Regions from separate parts of the Mus musculus genome. Here region 2 is linked to region 1. The links are chromatin contacts, called in public HiChIP or PLAC-seq maps. All regions are on one chromosome and are shown on one strand. The core of a region is the stretch at or near the end of the contact, and the rest is flanking DNA. Distances in the headings are between cores, read along the strand shown.

Region 1 (3,512 bases), core at 445-2,944:
GTCCCCGGTCGTGCCAAGCCAGGTACGGGAGACCCTTTCGGGGAGCCTCCCGGGGATGCCAACGGGGAGGCGCCCTGCAGGAAGCCATCCTCACAGCTGCCTGGACAGCAGAGGGTAGAGACGGGGAAGCAGTGAGGGGGCGATCCGGCCTTGAGGATCATCTCAGGGCCAGGCCCTAGGACAGCTGCCCGCAGTCCTGCCGCGCGGGGCGATCGGAGTTGCCTTGAGGCCTTTAGGGTCCCACCGAGTTCCTATGTCCCAGAGCCAGGCCCGCAAACTCCCCATGCGCCCCGCCTTGTGGGCCTGAGACCTGTCCCCGAGCTCACTGTCCCTGGGCGCAGATCTCACTGCGGCCGCTGCCGGGATCTGCTCCGGTCACCCCTTCCTCCCTCCGCCCCAGGAGGCCGCCGGGCCTCTGGGCCTCGCGCGAGGCACTTTCTGAGAACTTCCCCAAACCCCGCTCCAGGCAATCCTCCGGGCTGCTGGCTCTCCGGGCCCCGCAGCACAGCGGATAGAAGAGAGCTAAAAGCCCGCCCCGAGGCGCCCTGGGCTCCGGAGGAGTAGCGCTCCGCGTTCAGAAGGGCAGAGAGTGTGGGCGAGCTCGCCGCCGCCTCCCCGGTTGGCGCACCCAACTTCTGGGCGTCCGAGCCCTTTTCCGCGCTTTTAGCCCGCGCCCTCCCGCACGCGCCCCGGGGGCCCCTAAAACTTAGAGAAGTGAAAAGCAGCGGCAGCCCTGGGCTCGAACCCTCCCGGCGCAGAGGCGAGGACGGCGGCAGCCCGCCGAGCCGGGCAGAGAGCCGCGGATGGACGGTGTGCGGGGCCGACGGCTCAACGCCTGCCCCCGGGGCTCGGCGGCGGAGGCCCGGGAGGAGCGGGCGCTAGCGCTGCCTCACCGAAGCTCAGGTTCGCGGGAGCCGGGCGGAGACGCACCGGGAAGCCGCTGGGGCAGGAAGGGATCGATCGACTCACCCGCCGCTCCGCGGGAGCCACAGCTCCGCTCCGCGTCCGCGCAGCTCCGCGCTGGCCCGGACGCCGCCCCGGCTGCCGGCGGCGGGGCAGCCGCTTCTTCGTCGGCCTCCGAGCAGCCGTGCTCCCCCGCGCCTCCGCTACGGCTGCAGCCTGCGTCTTCCACCGCCCCCGCCGCCTCTTCCGTGGCCAGCTTTCTCCGCTTCTTTTGAAGCTGTTGCTGCTTCTCGGCGCCGATCAGTGCCTCCACAGAGAAGGCGTGCGCCTTGAGGCTTAGCATGCTGCACGGTGAGCCCCTCCGCTTCTCCGCCATCCCCGCCTCCCCGAGCCCGCTCGCCCCTCTCTCATATACTCGCGGCTGGGGCGCACGCACGCGCTCGCCCTCCTGGCCCCCCACCAAACGCTCCGCAGCTCCCGATGCCTCCCGAGATCTGTCCCCTTCCTAGCTGCGGGCAAAAACAAATTTGCCGTTTCCTCTTTCTCTGGCGTTGGGATCCGAGGAAGCAGGAACGCGGCCGCCAAGTTTCCTTCCCTCTGTCTCTCCCTCGAGTTCAATGATGCACTTCTTGACTCCCAAACCCTCCACCTCCTCCTGCTGCTCCAAGATCTGCCTCGACTGATGAGCCCGAGAGGACTAACACGGGGAAAAAAAAAACACTCTGCGGACACAAATTAGGGATTGTAATTGAAATTTGTTGCCTTGATCTGTCAGCACTTCAAGGCAGGAGAGCGGTGGGAAGAACTTGCTCATTAGTGTCAATAAAGCGGCGGGGGAGGGTCCTATGGAGCTGTCCATCACCGAAACGGTTTACCAATCAGGAGAATCTAACTCCGCTCAGCCCGCGCCCACTTCCTTACAAGGTCGGAAAATCTCAGACCGAAAAGCGCCGCCATCTGGCTCGTCTCTGCCAGTCTCTAGAAAGCTGAACCCTCTTTTGCTGACACCCGCCAACCCAGTCGCTTCTCAGGCTTTTCTTATCAGGACCAGGAAAGGCTGAGCCTCAGGGTTTAACCGAGAAAAGAGATCCGTAACTAGTAGTATAGAGGATCTTTCAAGGACCCTTAAATCTCCGGTCTCTCATCCCTGTCCATGGGGCTAAGAAGTACATTTGGAGGAGGCAGGAACTTACAGCCAACAGTTTGTTGTTTCTCACTTAAACATTCCTGCATCTATTGATGCCCACTGTATGGAGAGAATGACCACGGGCTTGAATCTTACTCCGAAGATTTTTTTCTTACGTGAGATGAGTTTACGCATATTTGATATTTTTTAGATTTAAAAATTAATCATTGTAATATCTCTCAGACCTTCATATAACCGATTCAGGAAAGGTGTCTCCTTTTATTTAGGACTAATTATTTTAAAACGTAGGTCCTGGGATTTTAATTCTGTTTGTCTTTAATGATATAGGTTTAACTTCAAAACTTCACAAAGTAAACCATGTTTTATGAATTTCTGTATGTTTTTTGAAAGTTCTGTATGTTAAAAGTAGCTTCGTATTCATATTGGTTTTTTTTTTTAATCGGCGTGTTTCTTTAAAATAAATTCAAAAGAAAGCAGAACTCTAGAATTGAACGATCGCAAACATGTATGTGCAGTTCTGTTGTTTAAACTCAACATTTTCTTAGGATTAACAGGATGTGGGTTTGATGGGGATAATAAAAAAAATCACTTGTAGAATAAAATTCACTATGTGCACAAATCTTTAGTATAAAATAGGCCAGGGACGATTCGTTTTGTTTCATTTTGCTTTGCCTCCTTTATTCGATGTTCATTTAAACACTGCAGTCCTAGCTTTCTTCTGGCTTCTCCTCGGCATTCAGGAAAATGGCCTCTGAAAGTACCATCAACCCCGGAAGGAGGGTTTTGTTTTTAAATCATAGATAGAGAAACCTGCAGTTCCTTCAGGACTGGAGTGCTGGGAAGAAATTGAACCAAGCAGCGAGTGCCTAGAGGCGCCTGCAAGGCCTGGGCCAGAAAGGACTTGGTAATATCTTTGCTGTGGATGCAGATTTTTAAATGCCTGAAAAATGCGTTCAATTGGAAGACATTGTTTTATTTGGGGCACTGGGAGCCGGTGTAGCCTACTGGCTTGAAGCTGTCTGGAGAAGCTCTCGCAGACTCATCAGAGTGTAGGGTGATGTGGTATCCTGAATAAGTTCAACCCGGTTAGTGAAGTTTGGCCTAAAGCGGGAGCCAACCAGAAAGCTTGAAGAGGCAGCCTGGAAAGTTCTGGGTTAGTAGGGAGAGTCTAGGACGAAGTCTGTAGAGTTTAAGCAAACAACTCAAGGCCCTGTGTGAAGCTCCCGCGTGAAGCTACGTATCTTCAGTTGCCCATTGAGCTAGAGCGCCCAGCCCCAGCCCTGGGCCCTCATAGATGGTCCAATGGAGCGGTTCTCCGAGCAAGGCCGGCTTGCAGCCTAAGGGATTCATAAATTCTGTGACGGAGGTGGGGGGGGGGGTGGAGTCACTAAAAGGTTTCTGGCATACTCGACCAGCCCGCAGGAGGAGGCTGGGCGGCTGATTCCAAGAAACCGCAGGGATT
Region 2 (3,849 bases), core at 1,035-3,534, 290 kb before region 1:
TGTAACTGCCCCAGCACATTCATCCACCAAGCTGAGGCACTGACACGGGCAATGCAGCATCTAGAAACAGTGGAGTAGTAGTCGCTCACAGAAAATAGAGGCTTGCCATTTGTGTGGGGATGGGGGTAGGTGGAATGGGGCCAGAGACCACCATATCTTCTGAAAAGCAAATAGTGCACATATTCTCTCACACGCAAAGTCTAAATCCAGAGCTACGAGGTAGACATGGAGGGAGGACTGTTTGAAAGAAGAGGAACCAAGGGGCATGCTGAAGGGGCAGTGGAGCAGTAGTGAGGAGAGGGCAGTGTGTGTGTGTGTGTGTGTGTGTGTGTGTGTGTGTGTGTGTGTGTGTGTGTGTGAATACCAAAGGGCATGTTGAAGGGGCAGTGGAGCAGTAGTGAGGAGAGGGCAGTGTGTGTGTGTGTGTGTGTGTGTGTCTGTGTGTCTGTGTGTCTGTGTCTGTGTGTCTGTGTGTCTGTGTGTCTGTGTGTGTGTGTCTGTGTCTGTGTGTGTGTGTGTGTGTGTGGGTGGGTGTGTGTGTGGGTGTGTGTGTGTGTGTGTGTATGTGTGTGTGTGAGTACCAAAGGGCATGTTGAAGGGGCAGTAGTGAGAAGGCTCTGTGTGTGTGTGTTTGTGTGTGTGTGTGTGTGTGAATACCAAGGGACATGCTGAAGGGGCAATAATGAGGAGAGATCAGTGTGTGTGTGTGTGTGTGTGAATACCTCTGAGGAAAGCTATTAGTTTTTACAAAGCATATATCTTACAGAAAAAGTTCCCAAACACTCTGGTAAAATATAAGTTTGCCAACAGTCCCATTTTCCTGAGGAAGCTGAAGTTCCCTGACCTAAGGTTCCCCTTCACCCTTTGAATGCTCTTACTGAAGTCTGAGGCCCGAAGCATGCTTGCTTTCAGTCAGGTTTCCACACTGTACACTCTTCTCAGGAAGTGTGTACTACTCCTGAGAGTACTATAGTAAAGTCTTTATGATGGCTTATAGTGCTAGAAAGTCATTAAATCAATTTTTAAGAAAAGGGTAAACACAGTGTGTATATTTGTGTGTTTGCGGGGGAGGGGTTGTTAATATTCTTTTCTTGTGGAAGCTTCATTTCTGAAGTTTGTGGTTAAAAAACAAAACAAAACAAAACAAAGTAACAACAACAACAACAACAACAACTAATGCCTCTCAGCCGGCTCGCTACTATAAACACAGCCTTCAGGAGACTAAGCAGTACAAAGAAGGAGAAAGCAGGAGACCTGCTTTATTGGCAAGAATCACGAATGAGTTGCTGGATCTGCCAAGGTCCCACATCATGAAAACCCACATTAGGAACTGAGAAAGGTTGGCACACTGCTCAGCTGCTGTTTAAAAACTATAGTCACTTTCTAAAAGCATCCACTACTTTTCTTTCAGAAACTGTTAGGTAAGCTTTCCAGAGACTTTGAAATGAAAATTGCTTCCATAAAACATCTCTCTGTGTGTCTATGTCTCTGTCTGTCTCTGTCTGTCTGTCTGTATCTCTGTCTGTATGAAAGGTGGGTGGGGGTAAGGGGAAATCTCTGGATGAAAGTTCTTTAAAATCTCTCTAAAAGAAAGCAAGTTTTCATGTTGAAGACTCTGATGGGTCACTGTTAAATCTCTTCTCATACCTTGTGTGAAGAAGGCTCTAGAAGAACTCTGAGAGCCAGCTACTGAGCAGCCTCTAGTCTGTATGTCTACTATTTAGACTTGTTAACAGAGTTATTAACTCAGATTCATCAATGTGGGCAAACCAAATATTTCAGTAGCAACTTCATTATTTAATTGCAATAAATGGAGGGCATTTACACAAGGGTCCCCATGTGTTCATACACATGCGTACCATACCACACACATATACATACACACACAGATGTGCAGATCCCCTCTCCCCAACCCTTGTCAGATCCACCTATGGTCAGGGAGGATAAGATTTTTATCAGGTTATGGAGTGATGCTTAACATTAGTTTCTCATGTTAGGCATGTTCTTTGACATATGTTTTCCCCTTGCCAACTTTCTTGGATTTCTTTTATTCCATCTTTTACAGGACAGCTTTGACTCTGCACTAAACCACGCCACTAACACGTTACTTAATCTAACCGGCACATTGTAAAATTTTACACATGCGCTCATCCAGATAATTACACAATTAATTTTCACTTAGCTCAGCTGAAACGGGGATAATGAAATTTCCACTGGTGTACTGTTACGTCCAGGGGCCAAGGGTCAGTTTCCTGTTTGGATAAGGGTGAGTTTAAAGAGGGTTTCTGACGGTCTCCTGACTTCAACTGGTTCTCAAAACATTGCAATGGAATTTCAATTTACAGCTCAGTCCAATGAAAGGAGCAGATGTCGGGAGTGTGCCACCAGCGTACAGGGCTGCCTTCCATACAGGTGTGCAAAGAAAGCCATCAACTCTCATTTCAAACCTCACTTTTCTACCTTCTAGCCAACAGTACAAACAAAACAACATAAAACCAACCAACCAACCAACCAAACAAAAGAACTGGCTGGCAGATGCTGGAGTTCATTTTTTCCAAAAGATTTAGACATCTGTCCACCCGTGATATCAACCAAAAGGTCAAAGTTTCCCCAGACTTTAATTCAGGAAGAATTTCAGTAGATTTCTCTTGTTGTCCTTGAATCTTGCAGTTACTTCAAATCGTGGGCTTGTGGAGTTTCTTCATTCCAACATCTAGGTTTTCTGGATGTTAAAAGCGGAGACATTTTACTGAAATTAACCAGGTCTTAATATTTTTTTGATAGTTCTTTGGCTTTGCCATAGTCTTAAGGATTAAATGTGTTTTGGGGACTGGTGGGGTACTCACTTTCAGACAAGCTGGATAACTGGAGTTTGATCTTGGGACTTACATGGTGACAAAATGGACTCCTGAAAGTTGTGTTCTGCTGTACATGCATACACAAAATCTCCACAAAAATACATAAGATGCTTGAAAATGTTTTAGCATCAACACTCAGCATTTATAATCGGTGAAAGGTGTCCAGTAAAAATTATGAATACCTTGAGTCATTCTTTTTTTTGAAATTTTTTTTAATCCACCAGACAATCCCACTCAAACTGCATGGGTCTGAAAGTGGAAGGAACTGTGTTCTAACACTGGCCAACTTGTGTTAAATCACTGTGCATATCAAAGACTTATCATCTGGAGGGTCACAAAATGCCTGCCCAGAGTCACTTGTGTCAATTTAACAAAACCTCACTGGGTTTTCTCTGTTTGAATGATAATTCCTGCTTCCGTTAACATGAGGGTTGTAAGTTGCTTTGAAAGCAAAATCCAAAAGCCTTGAACATGGGATATGAAGAAAGAACTCAGCTATTTATGCAGATGGCCAGTAAGTTACTGAAGGGAACCACAGAACCTTTAGCATATCCCATTTCTAGTTATACTGGTTTTGTCATCTAATAAAAATTTAAACCCATGTACAAAAAGAGTCTAGGAGAAAGGTTGTAGATTTTTGTAGCATAATTTTAATGAGAAGTTTCTTTGAAGATAAATGAATTCCAGGCATATCTGAAATAATTGAAATTATTTGAATTGAAAGAAGAATGTTCAATCCACAAGGGTCTTGTGATGGCTGTTCTTGGTTGGCGACTTGACCACATGTAGAATTAGCTGAAACTCAGGAGGCTGGATACACCTGTGAGGAAGATTTTTTTTTCTTATTAATTTATTCGAAGTAGGAAGGTTCACTTTTAATCTGGATCTTTTGGTTGGGCAGATCCATTTTAAATGTGGGGCATGCCTTCTGCAGGCAGCATATATAATGGACATGGAAGGAGGAAGCTTGTTCTCTGTCTTGCCTCACAGA

Evidence for each region. HiChIP or PLAC-seq counts read pairs in DNA pulled down with a chosen protein or histone mark.
Region 2: an H3K4me3 HiChIP or PLAC-seq map of embryonic limb bud shows a contact between it and region 1, with 4 times the contacts expected there. The contact joins the enhancer-like site here to the promoter of Tbx18 in region 1. A contact is called at or near these places in 9 of 39 promoter capture datasets (the 3T3-L1 cell line, 3T3-L1-derived adipocytes, cranial neural crest and 5 more), 6 of 484 Hi-C or Micro-C datasets (3T3-L1-derived adipocytes, cerebellum, cranial neural crest and 2 more) and 8 of 115 datasets of contacts at active chromatin or transcription factors (craniofacial prominence, embryonic forebrain, embryonic hindbrain and 5 more).

The regions. Positions count from the first base shown.
Region 1 is chr9:87,729,566-87,733,077 of GRCm38.p6, forward strand. It overlaps Tbx18 (T-box18), which reads right to left and starts at 1,695. Exons shown (of 8, transcript NM_023814.4): 1 at 970-1,695; 2 at 1-100. The coding sequence starts at 1,279.
Region 2 is chr9:87,441,792-87,445,640 of GRCm38.p6, forward strand. No RefSeq gene overlaps it. Among named protein-coding and RNA genes, the nearest start is that of Cep162, 190 kb to the left of the region's middle. Within about 2 kb of position 2,285, at least 5 of the 459 cell types and tissues checked have an H3K27ac peak or open chromatin away from gene starts, as enhancers often do. A contact at or near this core is called in embryonic limb bud, neural tube and second pharyngeal arch cranial neural crest, where this site is marked.